2 separate regions of the Drosophila melanogaster genome follow, and region 2 is linked to region 1. A link is a contact called in public Hi-C data. All regions are on one chromosome and are shown on one strand. The core of a region is the stretch at or near the end of the contact, and the rest is flanking DNA. Distances in the headings are between cores, read along the strand shown.

Region 1 (6,812 bases), core at 2,107-4,606:
CGGGCAAAACGGAAAGGGCGAGGATTCGCGTGGAGCACATCATTAGGTGGGTGCAGGAATATATGAGCCATTCTTATACCTCCATATATCGTATATATCGTACATCATAGGGAGGACTACTTGGTGGAGGCAATGGAAATGGTGGAGATGTACTGCGACCTGTTGCTCGCCAGATTCGGCCTCATCACCCAGATGAAGGAGCTGGACACAGGGATCGCTGAGCCGGTGGCCAGCTTGGTTTGGGTGTGTCCCCGCCTACAGAGCGATATAGCCGAGCTGAAGATCATATCGGACATATTTGTGACCAAATACGGTCCACAGTTCGCCGAGCAATCGAGAACCGCCACTGGCGAGCACTATGTGTCCGAGAAACTCATGCACAAGCTGACGCTGCAGGCACCACCCAAGCTTTTGGTGGAGAATTACCTCATTGCCATTGCCAAGAACTACAACATCGAATACGAACCGGATCCGCAGGTTATGCAGGAGGATCAGCCACAGCAGCCGCATCTGATTGACCTCTCCGATCGGAACAACTTGAGCGGAGGCGGAGGTGCTGGCGGCGGTGGTGCTGCGCCGCCACAAATGGGCTTCATTGGCTATCCGGCTATGCCAGCACTGCCCGACATGCCGATGCCACCGAGCGCAAAGCCCTTCAATTACCCACCCTTCGGTGGAGGTGGTGGCGGCGGAGGAGGTGGAGCTCCAGCTGGTGCATATGCTCTACCCCATCCCGTGCAGGCACCGCCGCCGTTTGCCTACAATATACCGCCCAATCAGCCGCCAACGCATGCAGTCCTGCCTGCCAAATGTGCCGAGGAGAAGGATCTGAACACCAACTTTATCGATGTAAATATGCTTGTCTAATTGTCTCATTGCAACACAGATGGAAAGGGGATATTTATAGTTTATGCAGTTGCAATCACATTAGTTATAAATTAGTTTGAATCACTCGAATAGTATTAGCTAATTATTGCGCCAACTTAATCGCTTTGAAGCCAGTTTTTACTAACATCTTATTCTATTGGCCTCATAAAGTGACACTTTCGATTGCAACTGCAGTAAAGGTATACATATATCCTTTATGAAAATTTAGTTAATAAGTAAGCTTTGGCATGTTTTGCATGAATCTTGGGCTGTTGCAGCGTGAAGCGAACAACACGGATGGCTCGGGCAGCCCGGATGAGAATATTTTGGTAGGTTATCTCTGTGTAGAATGCTGTTAAAGCCAACAACTAACTCGCTTATCGTTCTGCTATCACCACTAAACAAACGAAAAACGCTTCTATGGGCTCTCCTCCACCGCTCTTGCCTATCTCTGTGTAAGTCCAGTCATCCAAGTGATTCATAGTTTACTGTCCAGTGTTATCATTTCGCTCGTCTTGATGTTCCCCATTGATTTGTTATGCCAGTGTTTTCATTTTTTATTTGCCTTATCTTTTCTTTAATTTTGCCTAACAGCGCCCCAAACCCGAAAATGATCCGCCGCCGCGTTACACCTCCATTAATCCTGTAAATCTCCAGGTCAGGACATTGGATTTGATCAAACCAAGCACATACTTTATTATTACGTTTATAGCATCAAACCTAAGTTTTCTGAAAATTTCCAAAGATTTAAATTTTGATTTAAGAAACCCCGATTAACACTAAATTGTACAATGTACACTTTATTTACTAAATTTTATATGGCTATAAAGCATCAGAAAATGAGGTTTCTTTAGGTTTTGCAATATAAAAACATTTATTAATTTGCTTACTTACTTTACCCTTCGCAGAATGCCAACAAACCGAAACCACAACCCCGATCCAAGCTGCCACCGGGTAATCCCACGCTACCAAGTGCTCCTCCGGCATTGGACTTCCCCTCGCTGCCCAACGTTCCCAACGATCTGCCAGATATTCCGGGCGCAGGTGCCGAGAAGAAGAACGACGAGGATGAGATTGATTTCGATGACCTGTCACGTCGCTTCGAGAACCTTAAGAAGCGAAAGTAAAGCTGGCCAGCAGATCACCTTTTAAGTCTACAGTATATTTGTTATAATCTCTGTCCTGTTCTACATTAATAATCACGTATATGTGTAAGGAACTATTGATCATTTTGTTTTTTCGATTAAGTAGTTAATCAGACTTCAAAAATGTATAATCTGAATTGAAAGATGGTTGACCTATTGCTTTTCATATTCGCAATCTTGATTCATCTAAAAACAGCCTAAAGATTAAAATACTAACAGATTAAATTCTGTGTACTTATCAGCTTTATGTTTCACATAAATATCAACAAGATTACAAAGAAAAACAAAAAATTTTAAAGGGATTGTATTGCCTAGAAGAGTTCCTCGCTCTCCACCACTTCCTTCAGCTCGAGCAGCTCCAGCAGTCCCTTACCCTTCGTTTCGTTCCTTACCAGCTCATCAATGACACGATATTGGCCAGGATCTATGAGCAAGGTTAAGTGCAAGGTGGCCTCGTCCCATTCCTCGTGCTCCACTGCGTTGGCCAACTTGACCACCGATTCCTTGAGCTTGCCACCGCCCTCCTTTCCAGCAAAGCTAACGCGCAGCTTCATGCGCGACCTCTCGATGGGCATATGGTCCTTGAGAATCTTGATGGCCTCCAGTGTGTTCTGCTTGGTGTTCCTGTTCATCTTAACGGAGAAGTGGGCATCCTTCAGGGATTTCTCGATGATGGAGGCGGGATATGGACGACGCGTCTCTGGATTTACACACAACGCAGCCACGGAATTAACTATACTATTTAGTTGCGTGTCCAGACAACTTTGGCGCTCCTTTTCCGACACCTGCAGTTCTCCTTTGCTGAGGATCTCCTTGCAAATCTCAGTCTCGTCTGTTTTATTGAAGGCCTTTTGCAGCTCGTCCTTTTTGGCCGCCTGTCCTTTGGAGACATTGGTGAACACGGTATGGGTTTGCAGGACCTCATCGATGTCCTTTTCGCTAAGCATATACAATAAAGTAATTAGATTTAGGTAAAGCCTATTTCACAATCTGCACGTGTTGCATTTAGCGGCTGTTACCTGTTGCTCCTCCACGAAAGAACCTTATTTTTATAGCAGGCGATCTCAAATCGCTTGCCACCTTTTTTTAGCCTCACAATGGCGACATTTGTGAGGCGTATTTGATTTGTGGGCGTGAATATTTTGGACATTGTTGTTAAAATACAAGCTGCGGAATTAGCGATGTGCAAGTAAACCAAAACACTTTCGATCGAACCAAACGATGAATGGCAAAAAATCAAACATTTATATATCCCGTAGTTGTGAAATCATTGAAATTTCCTTTGATGTACAGTTTGATAAAAAATTTTGTTCACAATATACAAAACTGCATAACAGCTTTCTATTAAAAACATACTTATAATATATATATTTAGATGGATTTTATTTATGTATATTTTTTTTGTTGAAATTTTTTTCACCGCTACCCACAATTTTCCGAGCTATCGAGTTTTTCTACTTATCGACGTTTTACCATCACAACGACGTTGTTGTTGTTCCTTCGCCACTCTTCTTCTTCTTCTTCTTCCTCACCCAATTCGCCAGAGCGCGCAGCAAACAACAAAACACATAGTGCTCAAAACCGCGATATCAACGGTCGCTAAAAATCGTTATCAATCGCCTTTCGCTAAATAACAGCATAATGTGCAACAAAATCATGGAAATCACCGAAACAGCGCGTTCAGTGCGAAAAACTAAAGATTTTAAGACAACTCCAGTGGCTCGACCGTTTAGTGGTCCCTTTAAACTGGCTACATGCCAAACAGAGGGACCTCTAAACATTAGGCGAAGAGGACGGCACAAGGCAGACATCGATAAATCAGCGGCCCAAAGCAACGCTGCAAAATGTTTATGAACAGCTGATGGGCCCGCCAGGGGGCGCTCGCGTTTCGTCATTGCCAGATAAAATAAATATCAAATGCTGCCTTTAATGGTGAACGCCATTTTTATTGCAAGAAAGAAAGCCACGGGTTTCAAGCAAAAACGCGAATAATTAACGTGTGTTTATTGTAAAAAGACAGCGCGATTATGATCTAATCAAAGAACAACTGGATCGAGCCGAGGGCACAGCGATTGGCTCCAAAAAGTTCCCATTCTCGTAAGATTAACGGAGGTGTGTAGGTTGGGAATGCCAACAAAAAAAAAATTATGCTCAAAAAGTGACCTGTAATTGTATAATAAATGTGCCTTAAAAAAGTTAAATATATTGCAAAATTACATAGGAATTAATTTATACAATTGGTCAACCGCATATTGTACAAGTTTCTGCTCGGAAAATGGTAGAAATCACATTTTTCTACTGCGATTTTGTGTGTGTGTTGTTCTTGAGGGCTCTGTAAAAGTCTCAAAAATGCAACGCCTGCAAAAAAGAGCAAAAATTCTCACAAAAGTGACAAAACTTGTTTGCATTCTTATTTAATTTTATACTTTAACACTTATATTCCTTACCGAGGTTATATTAAAATAAATGTGAAGGAATTAACGATGTCCTCATACTGAGACGCAAAAATATAACCTTAAAGAGTACACAAAATGTTTAAGTATCTTAATTATGCTACATACAGTGCAAAGTTTAACCAGTTAACGTTTTCTTTATCTAGGTGCATTGTTGTTGTAATGTAATTTAATTAAAATATATAATACGACTTATAAGAAATTGCATATAATTAAAAAAATATTCCAAAAAGAAAACAAAAAAATGTAATTGAAGAAAAGATCATATTAATTAAAATTTAACAGTACTTTTTGGGCCTAGGGAATTAGTGAAAAAATAGTATATATCTAAAATTCTAACTGATTTTCTACCCCTTCCAGCTGCCTTGAAATGGAGCAGTATATTGTGCCCCTGGAGGAGCCAGTCTACTCTGATTTGCAAGTAGTGCAAGTGCCCCAAGATGAGGTTGGGGTGAGTAGTATCCGAAGCCCTCGGTGAATAGCAAGCTAATTTCTTGTTTCTTTCAGTCCCTGGTCCTACAGGATGACCAGCAGCTGGTGTTCAACGACCAGCAGCAAGTTGTCTACCAGACGACGGCCCCAGCGCAATATCAACAGCCCCAGCAGTCTGCGGCACCCACATACCACATAATCGGTGGCGATGATCTTGCACATCAGCAGCAACAGCACCAACAGCAGCAGCAGCAACAACAACAGCAGCAGCAGCAACAACAACAACCGCAGCAGCAGCACCAACAACAGCAACAACAAGTTGTAATGCATCATCAGCAGCATCAGGTGCAGCAAGTGCAGCAGGTTCACTATCAGCAGCAGCAACAGGAGCCCCAGCAGCAGCAGCAACAACTGCACATGGAGCAACAGCAGCAGCAGCAGCAGCAATATGTGCAGCATCAGCCGCAGCAACCCGCCATCCAGCATACACAGCAGATTTACTACACTTCAGAGCAAGTCCTGCAACCAAATGCCATTGTGCAGCATATGCAGCAGCAGAAGAAGCAGCAGCAAGTGCTGCAGCAACAGCAGCAGCAGCAGCAACAGTATCAACAACACGCACCCGCCTACCAAGTGCAATCGTCTCCCCAAGGGCAAGCCCAATTACTTCAGAGTTCCCAGCAGCAGCATCAGCAAGCGCAGCAGGCACAAACGTTGCAACTGCAGACGTCGCCACCCCAACAGCAACCGCAGCAGCACCAGCAGATCGTCTACCGCATGACCACCACACAGCAGCAACAAAGGCCCTTAGGGGTAAGTTAGGTTCCAAATAGCCCTGTATTTATCTTTCACTTGAAACATATTGATATCGATTTTCCAAATCCTAGATGCTCAACAATACGCACGTGATTGTCCAGCAGCAACCGGTATTGATCCAGGGCCCACAGCATCAGGAGCTGATTATGCGACAGGCCATACATCCGTACAACAATCGTGTAGTTTATGCCACTTCACCGCAACAGCAGCAGCAGCAACAACACGTCATCCAGCAGCACGTACAGCAGCAGCAAGTGCAGCAGCATCAGCAAGTCCAGCAACAACAGCAGATGCAACTGCAGCCCACGACTCAAACAGCCCATTTAGTTCAGGCTCGTGTGGTGCCACAGCAGACCCAAAATGTTGTCTACCAGCAGTTGCAGGTGCAAAAGGTGCAGCCGCAGCAACAGCAGCAGGCTCCACAGCAGCAGCAACCGCAATTGGTGGCTCAGCAGCAGCCGCAGCTAGTGGCCACCTCTGCTGCCGGTGGCACTCAACTAGTACGCGCCTCGTTTAGGAAATCGCCCCGAGGTGGAGCTGTGCTGGCCAGGCCGGGCACACTAATTACCACCAGGCCTACACTTACGCCCACAACAATTGTGCGGCAAGTTCGTCCGCGAGGAGGTGCAGTGCCCGGCGGACTGGTTAGGAATATGCGACCTGCGGGCGTACGACCCACTCGAGCGCAGTTGGTGGTGCAGACTAGCGCCAGCGGCGAGGGACAGACCATGCTAGTGACTCAGGGCCAAATGAAGCACATTACCATCAGCACGAATCTCGGCCAGCCGCAACAACAACAGCAGCAGCAGATGCAGCAACAGCCGCGCCACATCTACCGCACACACATGGTAACCGACGGAAATCCTCAGCAGCAGCAGCAGCAGGCGGCGCAACAGCAGCCGCAGCAGCACCAGCAAATGCTGATGATGCGCCATGGTCCGGTTCGTTACAGAGCTCCGGTGAGCTCAGCTGTCGCAGCGCCAGTTCAAGCGCCTGCTCCTACGGCCGCAGGTGGAGGTGTCCAAACTAGTAATATAGGCATGGATTTGGAAGAGCGCATAGAGGCGGCAGTGCTGAAAAAGGAGCAGCAGAAGCCCCA
Region 2 (6,812 bases), core at 3,185-5,684, 200 kb before region 1:
AATCGATGATGAAGCCAGCCTACATCTTCGACGGCCGCAAGATTCTCGACCACGAGCGCCTGCAGCAGATCGGCTTCCACGTCCAGACCATCGGCAAGAAGTACCAGCGCACCGGACTGCTCCGCTCGTGGGGCATTGTGCCGCAGCTTTAGGCGCGTCGGGCGGCGGAGGTGGTGGCATTTACACTTAAAGTTGGCGAAATTTCCAGTATTTGCGAGACTAAACTGTAAATATCCGTATTCTTTTCTGTAGCTGAGTGTATGTTAGATTGGGTCGATTAAGCTTAAGTTGAATCATGTTTAGGAGAATAGAATCGTTTCAAATCATCAGAGGACTCTGTCAGTTTTAAGTGAAAAGTAAAGTTGAATTCTTGCATTTTGTATATTAGTTTCTAAAGGATATAAGCTTTTAAAACATTTCTGTATATAACTAGAAAGCGAATTACTTATTTGAACAACATAAGGCAATGATTGATTAACCACAAAGTTATAAAACGTAGTAACTATTTTTGATCAGACAATATAATATTATGTAGCTTTCCCCATATCGACCCAAACTAACGAGTGTGTTTCTAAATAGTTAAAGTATTCAACTAGGCACACCCGCAAGGGAAACCCTCGAACCGTATTTGTATTCATATTCCTATTCCTATTCCCCTGTCGATCCGCCACTCGAGGATCGGTAGTTGCAATATTAAGTCCCAGCAGGACAATAATCCCCTCCTGCGGCGGGCCAATAAAAACCAGCATTTACACGAGAGCATGTAAATTTTTATAATAAAAATAACAACAGTGCGTTTGATTTGGGTTCCCTTTTTCAGAAGGGTATCCTCTTGACTATTTGGCGGTACCACAAAAAGGAGGTGGCCGCCGATAGACTGAACCAGGTCACCAGGTACGACAGATGATCGTTGCGCAGGGTAACGCGTGTCTGTCCACCGATTGGAGCATGTGCAGCCGTTTGCGGATCGTAGACGGCGTCCAGGAACACAGGAGCTGCTCCTGTGGCGGCGCACATGCGCGCCAAGTCGCGATAGAGATAGACATTGCCCTTGTGGTCGGGTGTGAACTGCGGACGCGCCTCTCCTTTGCGCACGACGGCGGTGAGCTCCACTTCCGCCTGTTGTTGGCCCAGCGGCCTGGTTTCCGGCTCCACTTGCTTGCGGGACACCCAGCCCCGATTGACGAGCACTATGTCGCTGGGGGCGAAACGATATTAAGATGATTCTATGGGATTTCCTTGAGCACAACTTACTCTCTATCTGCCAGCTGAAAAGGGGTTACTATTAGATAGCCATTGCCCGAGTCGCGCTGCGAGAAGAGTCCTCCTTGGGTTTCCACGCCATCGGGCCGTATCAGCGATCTCGGACCCAGGCGCATCTCCTTGTCGTGAAGGAAACGTCCACGGATCTTGACCAGGCGGTACTCCATTTGGGCCAAGTCAGTGAGACTACAGGAGGGAATACACTATAGTGGGTGGGTATATAGTGGAGAATATGTGGGCAAACCTACTCGTCTGGTAGAGCCACAGGCGCCGTGCTCAGCTGCTTGTTGAGATCCTTGATCAACTGCTCCTTCCAAATCTTGCGCTTCACTTGCCAGCAGCCCAAGCCAAAAGTGGTGGCCGGTATGAGCTGGGGATTGGTTAATGGACAACAAGGATTAGTTGTGTGTATAGGTAGAGGAGTTGGTGTCTACCCACCAGGAGGAACCATCCCAAAGGAGCTATCTTCTCCTTGTCCTTCGCCGCCTGATTGGGAATACTGGTTGTCCAATTCACCGGCGGTCGCTGTTGTGTCATCTTTCTGGTGATTAATCTCGGATTGTTCGCGGTGCCCGGGTTTCGGAATACAGTCTGTATATTAAAGGCCACTTGCCGGCACATTTGGTTCCCCAAACGTATCATACTTTCTTTTATTTTGCTCTAAATTTTCTATTTATTTATTTATTTACATTTCCAACTGGAAGTTGATAGTAAGACCGTTTTGCACTGTTATGAACGGATAATAACTTCATGCGGTCACACCACTTCCGAATGTAAGCTCTTCTTGATTTTATGAATTAAGACTGCAAAGGTTTAAAGTATATAAAAAATAAAGTAATAGTTATTACTTTTCACATGCAAAAAAAAAAACATTTTTCTTTCTTTACAAAGATTTGTATCTGTTACTGTTAATCATATGTTAGCAAGTCACTGTTAACATGTCGTTATACCCAAGTTGGCAGCCCCGTTACGATCAGCTGTTTTAGTCTGTTGTCGCGTGCAATTGGATTTTTTAAACGATTTTGTTTTAGTAAATTTAGGATACATTTAAGAATGCAGTGCACTCGTGCAGTTGCAAGACTGGCCGGCGGCCTAGCGAGAACCGCATGGGTATGTTTAAAGCAGGGGTTGTACTTTATTTAGTCAAAACACGGTCATCCGAATGCACCGCCATCAACTCTTATATAAACGGATATAAAATTTTTAAATTAAACATATTATAGGCAACACAACATACGTATAAGCACAGGCCAGCGATACTGGGACTGCTGGAGCAGCCATGCCGCTTGTGTTCATCCACCGGCGTTGTGGATAATACCAATAAAACGAAACCCGGCACAGCGGAAGCCGCAGAAGGCGGTATTCTGAAGAGAGTGCTCAACAAAGTGGGCTTCACACCGAACACAAAGGCGGTAGGACTCGGATTACTTTGCCCATTTGATTAATATTCATCGAAGTGATCCCATTTCAGCGCCTCAAGGTAACCAGTCATCTGCTGTACGAAAGCGTCGCCGACAAGATCAACTATGTGACCTTTTTCCGCGACTTCAATCTGCCCAATACCTTTAACTCCTGGTTCTTGGTCACCGAACTGCATGTTTGGCTACTCCTGATGCGCTCCATGGCCGAGGGCTCCGAAACGGGCGAGGATGGACGCTTCCTGCGCAACTGCATTGTGGAGGCGATGTGGGGAGATGTTAACACACGCGCCAAGAAATTGGGAGTAGGTTTTACTTTAGTTCACCTTTATATATATAATCTTTATGCTCTTCATATGTGTTTCCCAACAGGCTCACAATCCTTCACGCACCCGTCAGCAAATCGAGACCTTATCCGAGCAGTTCCAAGCGGCCCTAATCGCCTACGACGAGGGCATCATGTCCGACGATCGGGTTTTGGCCTGCGCCTTGTGGCGCCGCTTCTTCGAGATGAACTGTGATGATTACGCGCAGATCGAGCGACTGGTGAAGTACGTCCGCCAGCAGGCCAGCATGCTGGACAGTTTGCCGCGCGATCAGTTCATTGTCAAGCCGAAAGTGGCATGGTTGGAATTGGACAAGTGCAAGGTTTAATCTTAGTTATATTCTGTTTTTTAAAAATAAAGTTTGAGAGTATGTGAACTGGAAACTAGATGCTAAGGTCCTCCACGGACTGATTACTCAAGGCACGCAGCTGGCACTTGAGCAGAAATGCTGTAATCCTTCGTTCTGCCCTTCTCCGCTGCGGTTCCTTTAGTTGGGCCAGTATTTGGTCCATCTGGAGAAAGCTGCTTCTGGGCGAGATTATTTCAGCGGGCTCTTGTTCCTCGTAGATGATTTCCTCTTGGATGATCTGTTCACTGGGCTCCTCGATGACCTCCTCGATTATGAACGTACTCGACTGCTGTGGAACATCCCCATCCTCAAAAGTGTCCCACAAAAATTGCACAGGAGTTTCCGTCTGGATGGTCGCCTCCTGTTTGTTTGTTTTGGGTTTGGTTTTCACTTTGGAGGGCGGCTGGATCTCGGCCAAAAATCGCAGGCGTTCCAGGTACGGCCAGGTGGATCCACTGGTGTCCGCGCGGCGAAACTCCTTGCGAAACTGATAGTGCAGATTGTTCCAGCGCATCAGGCAGAAGTCCACTAAGAGGATTATAACTTTAAATATATATATCTTATTCTTTTATTAGCTGACTTACCATCACAGCCCATCATCTCGGCTATGCGAGCCCAGATATCGGTTTTCGCCTTCATGGCATCGTAGTTCGAGAGTCCAGATCTCTTATAGAGCACAGGATTGGGTTCCACCAGATCAATTAGCTTGAAGTCGAAAGGTCTGTTTTTCTTGTAACTGGTGCGCATGGCTACCAAATTGAATTAAACTAGCTTGAACTTGATAATTAAGAATCCCTTGCTTGAGCCATGTTTATTTACCTTATGAAGTACAGCAGAGCTACGATTAAGCGAAAACCATTTGGCACGTATTGTATGTCATAATTGCGGGCTTAAGATACTTAACAAATGAAGGGAAATTACATAATAATAAATTATATTTTAACTGCATTATTAGAACCTTGTTTATTAGTTATTACTTTACAGATAGAAATTTACAGGTTAACTACATTGAGCGATCACTGTAATATTCCAATTTATGTCCACACTTTGGTTTTTGGGTCGTTCTATAGGCTGGTCACATTTTTCTTGCTGACCATTATTATCGAAGTTGCTTTACCCGATAGGTTCCAGACAAACAATATCAGACGTCTTTGTTTTGCTTAAAAAATTAATAGTTCTTATTGTTAATTACCGGTGCCGCATTAAAAAAATACTGGTTAGACAACGAAGTAACTACAAACTAGCAACCATAGTGCTCTAAAGTGCTCTTAATAGTGTTCCATATTCTTTTCAGTTATTATTTTTATTTAATTTGTTATTATTAGAAACGTTCACAATAATTATTTATATATTAAAAGTTTCCTACTAACAAATATTTTGACATTTTTCCCTATTCGTTGTGATCGTTTCTAGAAAATTCAATCGATGTTTCCAGAAAACCTAACCTATCGAACCAATCGATATTAACACCGATTTTTTCCACAGCTCTATTGACGACGTAGAAGCTGAAAAAATTGTGGAGTGAAAAATTGTAAAAGTGACCGAAAAAACTATACTTTGGCCAGCTATATTTCCACTTACATCACACCAGCAATGAACATGTGAGTATTGAAACACAGGCACACATTTTTTAAGCCCAAATTTCGGTTTAGCATGCGGCCAGGGGCCGAGTGTCGAAAATCAATAAATTCAAAATGGCAGTAAAAAATGAAAATTACATAAAAAAAGGTCGCTTCGTGTAAATTTCAACATTTTGGCAACGCATTAAAGGGCTCAAAATTCTAATTTTATGGCACAAAACGCTCGTCGCAGGTACAACGGACAGATGAACGCCTTCGGAGGCGGTGGCGGCGGAGGAGCTGGTGGCCTAGCCGGCGGTATGGTGCCCAATCGCATGGGCGGTGGTGCTCCCGGTGGCGGACCCGGCGGAGCGGGCATGTTCCAGCGCAATCGCTCGGCCCCATACCCAGGTTTCAATGGTCATGGACCCGCCAACGGTGGACAGCGACGCATGAACGGTGGTGGTCCTAGCATGGGACCCGGCGGACCACGCAACCAGGATGGATTCGGTGGTCAGAACGGGGGCCAGCGCTCTTCCAATCATGGCGCTCACTTGCCCAAGATCGTTTGGTCTGAGGTGAATCTTACGCCATTCCGCAAGAACTTTTACAAGCCGTGCGATTCGGTGCTGGCCAGGACTGTCGGTGAAACAGAGACCTTCCTCACCAGCAATGAGATCACCATCAAGGGCGATCAGGTGCCCACACCCAGTATTGAATTCGAGGAGGGCGGCTTTCCCGATTACGTGATGAACGAGATCCGTAAGCAGGGTTTCGCCAAGCCAACGGCCATTCAAGCCCAGGGTTGGCCCATTGCTATGAGTGGACGGGATCTGGTGGGCGTGGCCCAGACCGGATCGGGCAAGACCTTGGCGTATGTTCTGCCGGCGGTGGTGCACATCAATAACCAGCCGCGCCTGGAGCGCGGTGATGGACCCATCGCCCTGGTCCTGGCTCCCACTAGAGAGTTGGCCCAGCAGATCCAGCAGGTAGCCATTGAGTTTGGCAGCAACACGCATGTGCGCAACACTTGCATCTTTGGTGGAGCGCCCAAGGGACAGCAGGCTAGGGATTTGGAGCGCGGCGTGGAGATTGTAATTGCCACACCAGGTCGCCTAATTGATTTCCTCGAGCGCGGCACCACCTCGTTGAAGAGATGCACCTATCTGGTGCTTGACGAGGCCGATCGTATGCTCGACATGGGCTTCGAGCCCCAGATCAGAAAGATCATGCAGCAGATCCGACCGGACCGTCAGGTACTCATGTGGTCAGCTACCTGGCCCAAAGAGGTGCGCCAGCTGGCCGAGGAATTCCTTAATAACTACATACAGGTGAACATTGGTTCGCTTTCGCTGAGCGCCAATCACAACATCCTCCAGATCGTGGACGTGTGCGATGAGAATGAGAAATTGATGAAGCTGATCAAGCTGCTAACAGACATCTCGGCGGAGAACGAGACCAAGACCATCATTTTCGTGGAAACCAAGAAGCGTGTGGACGAGATCACGCGCAATATCTCCCGCCAGGGCTGGCGCGCATGCGCCATCCACGGCGATAAGTCGCAGCAGGAGCGCGACTTTGTGCTCTCGAGCTTCCGCAATGGCCGGCACTCGATACTGGTGGCCACCGATGTGGCTGCCCGCGGACTCGGTGAGTATACGTAGCCTTTGTGGGGCCCTAAATGGGGCCAACTTTCGTTTTTTCTCTCCGTAACCAAGCAATTGTTGCCTGTGGATCAATCAGCATCCCGTGGGGTTTCATTCATTATTTTGTGATTCGTCGTCGACGCCTTCCTGGTTCGTCTGGTCTCAGCGATCCGTCAGCGATGAATCGGCCAACACCGCCCAGCCTCTTCGCTCTTCCTTCCGCTCTGTTTCCAGAACTTTGGAGGTTTTTC

What was found. Hi-C and Micro-C count contacts between places; a contact is called where the count stands out from the background.
Region 2: a Hi-C map of the S2 cell line shows a contact between it and region 1, with 5 times the contacts expected there. A contact is called at or near these places in 9 of 107 Hi-C or Micro-C datasets (the D17-c3 cell line, the Kc167 cell line, the OSC cell line and 5 more) and 4 of 7 datasets of targeted methods (the Kc167 cell line and the S2 cell line).

What each region holds. Positions count from the first base shown.
Region 1 is chr3L:6,749,457-6,756,268 of dm6, reverse strand. Sbds (SBDS ribosome maturation factor) reads right to left here and starts at 3,356. Exons shown (of 2, transcript NM_139800.3): 1 at 3,032-3,356; 2 at 2,240-2,951. The coding sequence starts at 3,162. The coding sequence ends at 2,324. velo (veloren) reads left to right here and starts at 3,517. Exons shown (of 9, transcript NM_206286.2): 1 at 3,517-4,124; 2 at 4,826-4,916; 3 at 4,973-5,710; 4 at 5,785-6,812. The coding sequence starts at 4,836. Ist1 (Ist1,) reads left to right here. Exons shown (of 5, transcript NM_139801.3): 1 at 1-46; 2 at 111-849; 3 at 1,146-1,196; 4 at 1,462-1,524; 5 at 1,776-2,252. The coding sequence ends at 1,994.
Region 2 is chr3L:6,953,526-6,960,337 of dm6, reverse strand. It overlaps CG10077, which reads left to right and starts at 4,434. Exons shown (of 5, transcript NM_139805.2): 1 at 4,434-4,572; 2 at 4,842-4,957; 3 at 5,169-6,565. The coding sequence starts at 4,950. CG9948 reads right to left here and starts at 4,347. Exons shown (of 2, transcript NM_001274563.1): 1 at 3,941-4,347; 2 at 2,898-3,884. The coding sequence starts at 4,103. The coding sequence ends at 3,391. It overlaps Uqcc1 (Ubiquinol-cytochrome c reductase complex assembly factor 1), which reads left to right and starts at 2,230. Exons shown (of 4, transcript NM_139807.4): 1 at 2,230-2,373; 2 at 2,487-2,675; 3 at 2,735-2,986; 4 at 3,054-3,392. The coding sequence starts at 2,317. The coding sequence ends at 3,335. It overlaps Surf1 (Surfeit 1), which reads right to left and starts at 1,992. Exons shown (of 4, transcript NM_080019.3): 1 at 1,702-1,992; 2 at 1,512-1,633; 3 at 1,255-1,449; 4 at 752-1,198. The coding sequence starts at 1,905. The coding sequence ends at 817. It also overlaps sgl.